2 separate regions of the Mus musculus genome follow, and region 2 is linked to region 1. A link is a contact called in public Hi-C data. All regions are on one chromosome and are shown on one strand. The core of a region is the stretch at or near the end of the contact, and the rest is flanking DNA. Distances in the headings are between cores, read along the strand shown.

Evidence for each region. A called contact is a pair of places that touch in the nucleus more often than the background predicts.
Region 2: a contact with region 1 is called in a Hi-C map of the G1E-ER4 cell line, with 5 times the contacts expected there.

Annotation. Positions count from the first base shown.
Region 1 is chr19:35,168,342-35,174,176 of GRCm38.p6, forward strand. No RefSeq gene overlaps it. Among named protein-coding and RNA genes, the nearest start is that of Gm31568, 19 kb to the left of the region's middle.
Region 2 is chr19:36,002,755-36,008,589 of GRCm38.p6, forward strand. All of the region lies in intron 1 of Htr7 (5-hydroxytryptamine (serotonin) receptor 7), which reads right to left. Among named protein-coding and RNA genes, the nearest start is that of Htr7, 52 kb to the right of the region's middle.

The DNA.
Region 1 (5,835 bases), core at 1,135-3,634:
TACACACACACACACACACACACACACACACACACACACACACACACATACACACACACACACATATATGTATATATATGTAATTTTATTCATCTACATTTCAAATGATATCCCCCTTCCTGTTACTCTTCTACAACCTCCCATTACATTACCCTCTCCTCCCTCCCCTTTGCCTCTATGAGGGATCTCAGACTTACTGCTTACCTTGCATTTCCATACCAAGACTTTGTCTGGCTTGAACTTGTGCATGACTTGTGTATGCTGCTACAGTTGATATGCATTCATAAGGCAGCTGCTCTGCTGCATACAGAAAACACTGTTTTCTGGTAGTCACCCACCATTCTGGCTTTTGCAATCTTTCTGCACTCTCTTCCACAATGATCACTGGATCTTGGAAGTAGACAGTGTGAAATATATGTCCTGTTTGTGACTGAACATACTCTAGTCTCTTACTCTTTGCACCTTGACTAGTGAGTCTCTGTTAACTGCCATCTACTACAAACGGAAGCATCTCTGATGAGGGTTGAGAGATGAACTAACAGACCTTTAAGTTGAGTTTATTTACTTTTGTGTGTTTCGGTGTTTGTTCTGCACGTATGTTTGTGTGCCTTATGTGTGTTGTTGGGGGTCAGAAGAGGGCATCAGATCCCTTGAGATTGGAGTTACAGACAATTGTGAACTGCCACATAGGTGTTGGGAATTGAACCCAGATTTTCCTGAAGAGCAGGTAGTGCTTTTAACCATGGAGCCACCTCTTTAGCACCAAGAGATTAAACTAAGAAGAGTGCAATAATACATCATTAGGAGCTGGTTTAAAATTATGCCCACTTAACAAAATAACAGTAGTAGGTTCTCCTCTAGGGCCTATGATTTATATCTATTCACAGGTTCTTGGCCTCAATAATGCTTCAATTTGTGGAGTGGGCATATATCCAATCATGAAGTTGTTAGTTACTCCACTGATACTAGTATATCAGCAAGCATGTCCTGCCAGGCCAGTTGTTATTGGAGACCACATCTTTGTAAGATTGATAATTGCTTTCTCTCCTGATAACAAGCACAGCATCTTCCAGCACCATAATAGCTAACCAGGGAATGAAGCTTCCAGGTAAGTACCAGTTTGATTACACCGAGTTCTAGGACTCAAGTATGTCATCTACTCAATGAGAAGGTCTAACCATTAAGTTCTGCAGGGTAACCAAGAGCACTGGTAATAACCTGAAATGTCTGGGGATCTGTGGAACCTTGCTGGCCACAATGGCAAACTAGGTGACCCCTTCATGACACTGAGCTTCTTTTTTTCTGACCTGCAGTATCTTGTAAGGACATCGTTGCCTCATTATAGTGTAACTCTATTTAAACAGTTTTTACATATGTGTATGGATATATTTTAGGAATGTTTCATTGTAAGCTCCTATATGACATTTTTGAAATGCCTTTAGTGTCACATTTAAACTTTACTTTTCTTTCATCTGAGTATTTACTTATCTTGGATCTCATTTTTCCCCCTCAATTACACAGCCCAATATTCTGTTAAACCTATATACCGACTTCTCAAGGCCCGTTATTAATTAGTCTATGTACTATCCTAAAGTTTTTAATTTGAATTATAATTTCTATGGTTCTCTTACCATGCATCCCCTTATCTTTAATATCTTTATACACTATAAACAAATTACTATGTCAGAGAACTCCATTTTCTGGATGATATATAGATTTATATTTTGTTGTCTTGTTTTCAGTTCAATATTTCATGTTGGGCTCTCTCTCTCTTGAATATTCTTTATATAAAATTGGTAGAAGCATGTAAGTCTTGGAAGCTCATGTCTCAGTTTTACTTGGTGGGTAGATGTGGTGGATATAGTAACCTTCATTCGGGAGCGCTTAAACTGTCTAGAGTTGAGTTTCAAGCATTTTGAGGTTTGACTCCTTTTTACTTTTCCTTAATTCCCCGACTTCTTTAACTCTTTGACTGGAGTCTTGGGAGTTTAAAAGAAAAGCGTGTAATCCTGAATAACATTTCAGCTTCTTGATGGATTTTCAGCTCCAACTTCAGCCTAGGAGACTTTACAAATGTCTGTTCAGTTTACAAATTGTTCAACCTGCCCTTTTGGACTTAGGTTTTTCAAATCATTTGCTTCTTTCACCTTTTTCCTCTTAGATCACTTGCATGTGCCAACCTAGGTTTGCTCCTCAGTACTACAAGGAAAAGAGGTTAAGACAAACAAAAAGCTGGACTGATTGACAAACATTTTTATGCTCAGGGATTAAAACTGTCTCAAAGCAACGGAAAGACAAAGGACAGACACATCACAGCTTCCTCCTCAAATTAGGGCAATTAACTGCAGTGACAAGGCTGTACCTTTGAGACAGTGTGTTCATCTTCTAGGAACCAGCTGGCCCCCTCAATGATGACAGTGATAACAACCAACCACCTGGCAGAAGCCACACTGAGATAATAACCAACCACATAACACTTTGACTAAAACTACTTAATTGTGCACACATCTTCTCCCTACTCTACTTAACTTTAAGGATTATGTCAGTGTCCTGAAGGTGAGTTGGTGTCAGTGTACCCTTTTATCTGTACTTCTCAAAATGATCGTATTTAATGGAATCTATTTTTTTTTTAGACTTTTGCTATTATTTTTTCCTAATTGATGCACAGGGATGGCAGAGACAAGCTTATTGGGATACTTGGAGTAGAAGCGGTTTTTTGCCCTATAACTCTGGTATTGCTGCCGCTGGGCCACCACAAGATTTTGCTTGGATATTATAGGCTTTTAGCTGTTTCTCTTGAATCAGAAAGTGTTTTGATAGAAAAAAAATGTTGTCAGGTCTCCAGTTCACCTCTGAACTTCCTTCTGTCTAGAAAACACCAAGCAATCATGGACTTGGTAGTTCACAAATGCTTTTTAAGGTTAAGGAAAAACAAGAAACCAAAAGCCAGTCTCTCCCTCCCACCTCCCCAGTTTCCCTAAAGGTCCTTAGTGAAGAGGGTTGAGCTGAAACACGTTATCAAAGCATTGCAAGGTGAAGCCCTCTTTTCATGTTTTCCCACCTTCCCTTGCAGTTTCTTCATGCCCCTCACACACCTTTCTCACTGTGATCCAACCACTCTGAGTTGGCATCTTCTTAACAGGCACTTCTCTGTGCCTAGATTATTTTTCTTTTTTCTTTTTTTTTTCCCGATGCAAAAGCAAGAGGTTTATTTTCTGGGGTGTCAGAGTCGACCTTCAATTAGTCTCTCAAAGCAAGTGACTAGAAGGTGACTCCCTTCCCCCAATGGTTGTTACAAGCAGTTTTTATACATTTTAGGGATATAGGTTACATCAGTAAGGTTACAGTTCAAACTTATTGGCTAAGTATATTGACCTTTAAATCTATTGGCTAGCAAGCATGGCATGCATTTGAACTCTACCTGGGACTTTCCAGAGGACCAGGTGACTATCAGTTAGTACATTCTGAAGTTTTTATGAGAATCTTCTTACTCAAGAATGTTCCTGTGGGTGGAGAATGGAAATTAGCCTACCCTTGACCCCAGGCAGGAGGAGGAAGCTGTAAGGAGGGTGTGGGACTGGAAAAGCCCTTAGGGTCCCTTATTCCCCACTTTTTCTTGTACAAGCTCCAATCCTGGAGCTATGTTCAGGGCTCTTGGGTAACTAACTCATATTCTTCAGGTCCTGTCCTCAGGGTCTCATATTGTTGGTGCAGGACCATCAGTTGTACTGCTCCTATTTTCTCTTTTATGAAAGCTATAAGCTTGTTCAATATGCAGGGTCCAAAAGTCAACAATAGCAGGAAAACAATTGAGTTCCTAACACGGTCGATATGAGGGTGGTTAACCAAGGGGAGGAGTTAAACCAAGACTCGAACCAGTCCTGACTGTTTTCTTTCTCTCTTCCACTTGGCTAGCCCTTCTCTCACTGAGACAATTGAATCCTTAACTACCCGGAATGGTCTCCAGTATGTGCTCCATGATGTTTTACACCCCCAGGTAGAACAGAAAAATTGGTTCCCCCTCCACACTGATGGGCCTGCTGCTGGCTTCTCCAATCTCGGGAGTGGGCACACACATATAAGGGGGTTTCTTGTAGGATACTCCTCAACTTCGGGTGTCCATACCCTAAGCCTCACCCTCCATGGGTGCTTCTGGGACACGGTTTAGATTCACAAATCCCTCGTCCCCCACATTCAAGTAATCCTTCCTCCTGTTTCTCTGGGGTAGAGACATCTCACAGATAACTTACAGAGATCAGAGACAGGGTCAGACCACCAGGAATAAGGCAGGTGTTCCTCTGTAGTGGACCAGGCTACATCCCCAATGGCCGAGAGTATTTGCCAAGTCACTTTGGTAGGGTTGTGGAGGGTGCTGAGGCTCAGTGTTGGGAGAAAGACACAGCATAGCCATCTCATGGTTTCTCTGGACTTGTAGAAGGTTGGGTGATCTTGAGCTTGAGGGGGTTGCTCTGGTGTCTGGTTGCTATCCAGTTAGCGTCAGGTGCAGGTGCTGGTCTGACATGAGTTATGTGAACCCAGGCAATTATCCCATCAACTTTAAAGATGGTCAGGGTGGTCAACAACACCAGGAATGGCCCTTTCCACATTGCTTACAAGTTTTCAGCACGATGCCTCTTAACATATACCCAGTCTCTAACTTGGTACTCCTGTGGAATCTTTGGGCTACCTGCATTATACAGGGAACTAAGTTTAGGACACAATTTCTGGTGACTGATCCTGAAAGCTTTCAATCAAGCTATAAGATCCTTGTCAGCCTGAAAAGTCACTCTGAGGGATGGGTCAAGAGCTGGGGTCAAGGGACTGGGGGCGTTCCATACAGGATCTCAAAGGGAGTTAGACTGAAATGATAGGAGGTGTTTCTGGCCCTAAACAATGCCATGGGAAGGAGCACCACCCAGTCTGCGCCAGTCTCTAAGGACAATTTGGTTAAGGCCTCCTTCAGGGTCCGATTTATCCTTTCTACCTGCCCTGAACTTTGGGGGCGTTATGCACAATGGAGTTTCCAATCTGTGCCCAGAAATTTACCCACTCCCTAGCTTGTCTAAGAAACAAGGGCTGGCCCATTATCTGAGCCGATGGTTTTAGGCATACCAAATTGAGGAAATATCTTCTCTAGTATCTTCTTCATGACCACCTGTTCGGTTTCTCTCTTGGTGGGGTAAGTTTCTACCCACCCAGAAAAAGTATCTACAAAGACTAGGCAGTACTTATATCTATATTTTCCTGGTCTGACTTCAGGAAATTCAACTTCCCAAATTATTTCACAACAATTACCCCCCTAACCTTTTCCTGATGGTGTTGTAGTGGGATAGGTGTTTACCTCCTGACAAGCTTCACAATTTCTAGCTATCATGTCTGCTAGTTTTCCTAGATTCAAAATAACCACACCCATCCCCTTGATTGCCTGTTCTAATTTCTCACTACAAAGGTGGGTATATCTGTGCATTTGTGTAAGCGGTTCTGGTCCGATGGCTTTTTCCCCTCCAATGTCTTCCAGTGTCCACTTTTGTCTAAATCGTAGGACACCCTTTAATCAGCTTAAGCTCATGATCAGTATACCCAGGTGGTGGCCCGGCATTTCTCAAGTTCCAATCTAGTCTTTCTTCTCTGGGTGGTGATTTGTCAAGAGGATAGTCTTTATTTATTTTATTGGTCCTTACTATTAGGCTGGAGGCCGAATACAAATTATTTGAGACCAAAATCCAAAAGACAGAGGATATTGCTTGGTGGCTGGAAAAGTCTCCTTTTTCTTAGGCTGAAAACAGATGGGCTAGGACATGCGTGTCTGCAGGCCCCTATGTATGTGGAACTTAA
Region 2 (5,835 bases), core at 2,492-4,991, 840 kb after region 1:
CTGCACCCTACCTCCAGCCAGGTCACCCCCAGTATGTAGCTCTCCACAAAACCACCAAGTATCCTAACAGTGCCAGCGCCATGAGTCCCCCTTCCTCTCTCATGAGTTTCCCAGCAGCACATCTGGCTGCTAAATGACCACTGGCTGTAAATAAGCATCTCTGAAACAAACGCCACTTTCTCTCCTATGCTCTGCATTGTTCTACAGCGAAATGTAAGACTGCACCAAGACCCAGCAATTCTGGGGCCTCAGCTTTCATTCTTCTTTCACGGTTTGGTTTGGTTTGGTTTTGTTTTTTCTCCTACATCCACTTTAAACCTAGTCTTCCCAAGCCACAAAATCAACAGTCATTGAAATGTAAAGCAGAAAGAAAAATAGCCTGGGCTTCGGTGTTTAAATGCTATTTTCTTCTCTTTTGCCAGAGATAAAGACCATCAGGAGGGAGGCCGCATGCGCAACCATCCGTGCATCTGCAATGAAAGGACTGTGGGAAGGTTGGCTGGCAAGATCAGATTCTACATCAATCCAAGCCAAGACAGTGCCTGTTTCTTCCGTTCCTGATGGCAAATGTACTGCTGAAGGTTAAGAGACGATTAAGAATCATCACATTTCCATGGAAATGAGAATCGAAACAGAAAGAGCAGCCTGGCATGATTGCCTAAAATCAGTTACAGCTAAACTAAAAATAAATAGGACCGTAGCGCAAAATGCATTTCGTTGGTATAGTCTAGGGGTTCAAAATTTGGGTCTGGGAGACTAAAAGGCCAGAAATGGGACCGGAGAATTAATTCGGTTAGTAAAATGCTTTCTAACAAACACGAGAACCGGAATTCAGTCTCCAGAAGCCATATTTTAAAAAAAGTTGAAAGCCAGGCATGGCAGCCTAGGGGAATCCCAGCACAGGGAAAGTGGAGACAAGATGGACTTACTGGAGAGCAACTGGATAAACTGCAGGGCAGTGGAAATCCCTGCCTCAAAAAAGAAAAGAGTGAGTTCTTCCCCTTGCCATTTCAGATTTGCTTTCTAGTCCATTTCCATTCTTCTGTGACTCATGCTGACCTGGAGAATCACTCTCTACCAGGAACCTAACTAACCTAACCTCCCCCCCTTCCCCTCCCCTCCCTTCCGTGATACACTAAGCTGGGCCTCAAATCAGTATGTTGCTCATCCCTCATCACAGAAACCCCTTCTAGAGAAACCCTGTCTCAAAAAACCAAAAAAAAAAAAAAAAAAAAAGCACACACAGAGACTCACAACTGGACAACATGCAGAAAGCGAGAGACTCTGCAACACTCAGTCCTAAGGAGGGGAAAGTGGACAAGGTTCCACCCCTAACCAAGAAGCTATTTGCAATTTATACCTGCTGGCAAAGGGCAAAATCACTTTCAACAACGAAGTATCACTGTACATCGACCATACTCCAGGTGGGCCCCATGTCCAGGAGCAGTTGGACACTGCAAACGAACTCCATGTTTTATTTTGTTGTGTTGTGGGTGTTTTCTGTTGTTTGGGCTGGGGGGGGGGTGTTATTATTTGGTTGTTTGTTTTTACATTTGTTTCATTTGTTTGTTTTGTTGTTTCTGTTTTGAGAAAGAGAAAACATGAAGTTAGATGGGTAGGTAGTTGAATAGAATTTGGAAGGAGTTGGTAGAAGGGGGAAAAAAATTGAAAATTTTTAAATAGAAAAGGTAAGGTAAGTGGCACCTAAGAAAGGATATTCAAGGTTGTCTTCTGTCCTTTACACATACATACATACATACACACACACACAGATATACACATACATACATACATACATACATACATACATACATACACACATATACACATACACATATAAACACATATATACCCATACATATAAACACACACATACACACACATAAACACACATATACTCAAATCCAGGCTCTGATGAACATATAAGTTGAACAACCCTGAACATAAACATAATCTCCCAATGCCTCTATTTTCTTCCATAATATAGGAAGGACAATATTTAAATCCTGGTTTTGTTATGAATGCTTCTGTGTTCGGCACACAGGAAAATCTCATTTGGTGGAGTTTACAATCGCTCTTCTTCTTTTCTAACTTACTCATCCATTGACTTTTAAAGACTAAGGACTTCATACACACACTTTGATCGTATTCTAGAGTCTTACCCACCATATGGTCACTGTTCACACCTTGAAAAGGAAAGGCATTAGACAGGGTGGAGCTTTCCCAGACCAGCCTCCATCATGCCAGAGGACCGTATTTAAGCTGCTACCAGGCCTCTGCAGTCACTGGATTCCCATTTCATTGTTAAGCTGTGTCACTCCTTTGCTAAAGTGGGTTAAAAGGCAGCCACACTCTCTTTCCTTCACTCTCATCTCTTGGCACAAGGTCCCGAGTGACTCTGGCTGTTGTGTCTACTGTGCTTTTGCTCTGTGACCCTTGACCATCAAGCTGCACTAGGAACATATTGGACCTCTTACAAGCTAACACTGATTAGGAAAACCACAGCTCTTGCTTTGTTTTTTTTTTTTCCATTTTTACAAAACTCAGACCTACACATGAACACATGTCTACTTAAAATTGTGCAACCAAATTCAATCCTGTGACATTTGTGGTTCTCTCAATTAAGGGACAAGATACATCCCCACGATATTTTCTGCCAAATGGTGGCAAATTAAACTGGCCAAGGAAGCCATTAATTGACTCCTTCAGCTGAGCACTTAATGGTCACTAACCACATTGCACTCTTACTTGCCGTGACTTAAATTTTAAGCAAGGATTTCCTACTCTTTAAGCTACTGTATCAGTTATGGAACAAGCTATTAAAAATACTGTAACAGCTAAATTAAGTAAACAGTTCTTAAAAGGCTGCCATTTTCATCTGTGTGGCTTTCTTAATGTCAGGCAAAGAAGGAAAAAGCAGGAGTGGGGAAGAAAAAGGGAGAGGAAGAGGAGGAAGAGGAGGAGAAGGAAAAAACCAAGTTAGACACTTAATTGAATGTGTCTGCAAATGTCTTACACACAGGTTGCCTCTGAAGTTTATTAAACTAGCTTGCTACTTCCCTGAATTATTATAAGAATGAAACATCACAAATTTAAACTAATAAATATATACTAACATTATAATTCCCTTAATCATTTTATGCATTTACATTTTAAACTTTCTTATCTGACACTGCATTTAAAACAGGCTTGGAGGGAGGCTCAGAAAGTTTTATACCAAGCCCTTCTATTTCGTGAGCACCTGTAATACATGTAAACACACACACATAACACGTACATATAACACACATATAATAACATAACACACATACATATAACTCACACACATATACAACACACATGCACAGGCATACTGCACAAAGTAGTTAAAAGGAGATAGATTTGGGGGTGACAGATTCTAACCTGGATGTTAAAGGCAAGTTATGTGGATAGCTTAGTGTTTAGGGGCCACATTGAACAGAATTCAGAGGAAAGGAGAAATGAAAAAATACCAAAGAAAGATCCAGAGATGAATCAGAGGATGCTCAGGACAGATAGGTGGTCCAGATGTGTGGGAATGCTTTGATTCATGTGTACTGAAAGGAAAAGGAACTATTATGGAGAATTCTTATAATTTTATATTGCACCATCAACCACTTAAAACATACGTCGAACTTTCTCATAACAGAAGCGAGTGACGCTTGGCTACGTTCCTAGTTCCTCATTGTGGTCAATCCGGTTATCTGCCTCATAGAAGTGCCTCTCAGTAGCCACTTCCCTGTGTGGCAGTTACAATCTGCTTGACAGACCTTGTTCACTTCCACATGCTGCACAGCCTGCACAAAGTCACTATAGAAACAAGTCTCCATCACAGAAGGAGTTCTTGAAGTTTCCTTTCTATCCACTGACAAAAATTTCCTGCAGAAAAACTTGTTTGGATAATGTGTTCTGAATCCATTAAAGGCATTGGCTCACAGGTCCCCATTTTTCTCTCTCTCTACTCCCTAGCCCTCATGTGTGTCTTACAGGTATCCATATGTTCTTATTGGCCTGTAAGTAATAATTAAGTAATAAAATACTTCCATCTTGCCTCTCTTAATAACTACAAGTGTGTTGCCCATCTTAAAGATCCTAAATGAAGACAAAAGTACAAGAAGATTTAAAGCTAGCCTAGAAAAACAAAGCAAAAAACAAACTAACAAACGAACAAAGAATAGCCCTCAAGTCTTTACTTAAAGCAAAGTTGCACACTGTTGGAAACCCCACCCCTAAGCCCACCTTCTGTAACCCAGCAACAACAGCAAGTCAGCAGCAGCAGGCAAAATACAACGCACTCTCCCTATGTGCATGCGCTGTATCTCTGTATAAAAACCAAGTGCCCTCTCTTCCTGCCCTCTTTTCCCTACCACCTTGCTCAGGGGCAGCCTTTGTAAAAAATAAAATAAAATGAAATGAAACAAAAACAAAAAACAAAATCTTCAGTGAGACCTGTTGTATGGTGTGATTTCTGCCCCAGCATTCCTTTGCTCCAAGCCACCAAGGATTTGTTTGTTTGTTTGTTTGTTTGTTTGTTTGTTTTTTTGAGAGAGGGTTTCTCTGTGTAGCCCTGGCTGTCCTAGAACTCACTCTGTAGATCAGGCTGGCCTCGAACTCAGAAATCCACCTGCCTCTGCCCCCCAAGTGCTAGAATTAAAGGTGTGTGCCACCACTGCCCTGCTCCAATCCACCAAGGGACTCTGCTGCTAAATCCTAACACACATTATATTTTGATCCTATCAACCTATGTCTAATGAACCCAAGGAGCCATGTTTTTGTTTTTTTTTTTTCAAATTGACTCTTCATTCTGCCTTTCAGCTTTTTTGGTTTTGGTAGTTAATTGGTTGGTTGGTTGGTTGGTTGGTTGGTTGGTTAATATTTTTTTCTTTTTTCCTTTATCTTTTTTCTTTTTTAGGGTGTTTTGAGACAGGGTTTCTCTGCACAGCTCTGGCTGTCCTGGAACTCTCTCCAGACCAGGCTGTCCTCAAACTCAGAGATTTGCCTGCCTCTAACCCTCAAGTGCTGGAATTACAGGTGTACATCACAATAGCTGGCTCCTTTTAATTTTTTTCATTTCTTCAAGATTTCTGGAAAGCAGAAGTTCAATAATAGCCCATCTCCTGGTCTTTCTTAGAAGTACCTCCCAAACATGAAATAAATTCCATTATCGGGAGTTTTGAGTCCTTGAGTCTGAATTATTCAGTCGCAGCTGTTTCCTGTAGATATTCGGTGCTTACCTGGGAAATCTCCAAATCTGTTTTTGGCATAACATAAAAAGACACATGACGCTAAAGAATTTTGAAAAGAGAAGTCGTGCAGCTCAAATTTCTCATTTTTAGAAGTCTCTGTCTCCCAGAAAGATTAGGAAACTGTTGAAAGAATGAGATTAAAGAGAATGAGAAACAAAATTCTCTTTGCGTGGATCCATCCCACTCACTCATGAAAGTGGCTGGAACATAATCATAATTCTATTATTCAAAATTTCGAATGTCTTGGCTTCTAGTAAAATACAAGACATGGTGGAGAATTAAAACAAGACAACACCAAGCCTCTGGTTCTGGAGGCACTGGTGTCTGACTGAGAAGACAAAGAAAAAAGTTGGGGCTTTGGTTTTGATTTGATTTGATTTTTTGTTCCTTGTCTTTTGGGGGGGAGCGGGCTTATTTTTTCTTCAGTGACACAAAAAGAGACTAATCTTAATTCTTGATTTAAAGCACTCTCAACACAGGTCTACGTGTGGCCCCTTTTGCTTACATACTTTTAGCTGTTCTATATTTAAAATTAATGAAACAAACAGCATAAATGACCCACCCATCTCCA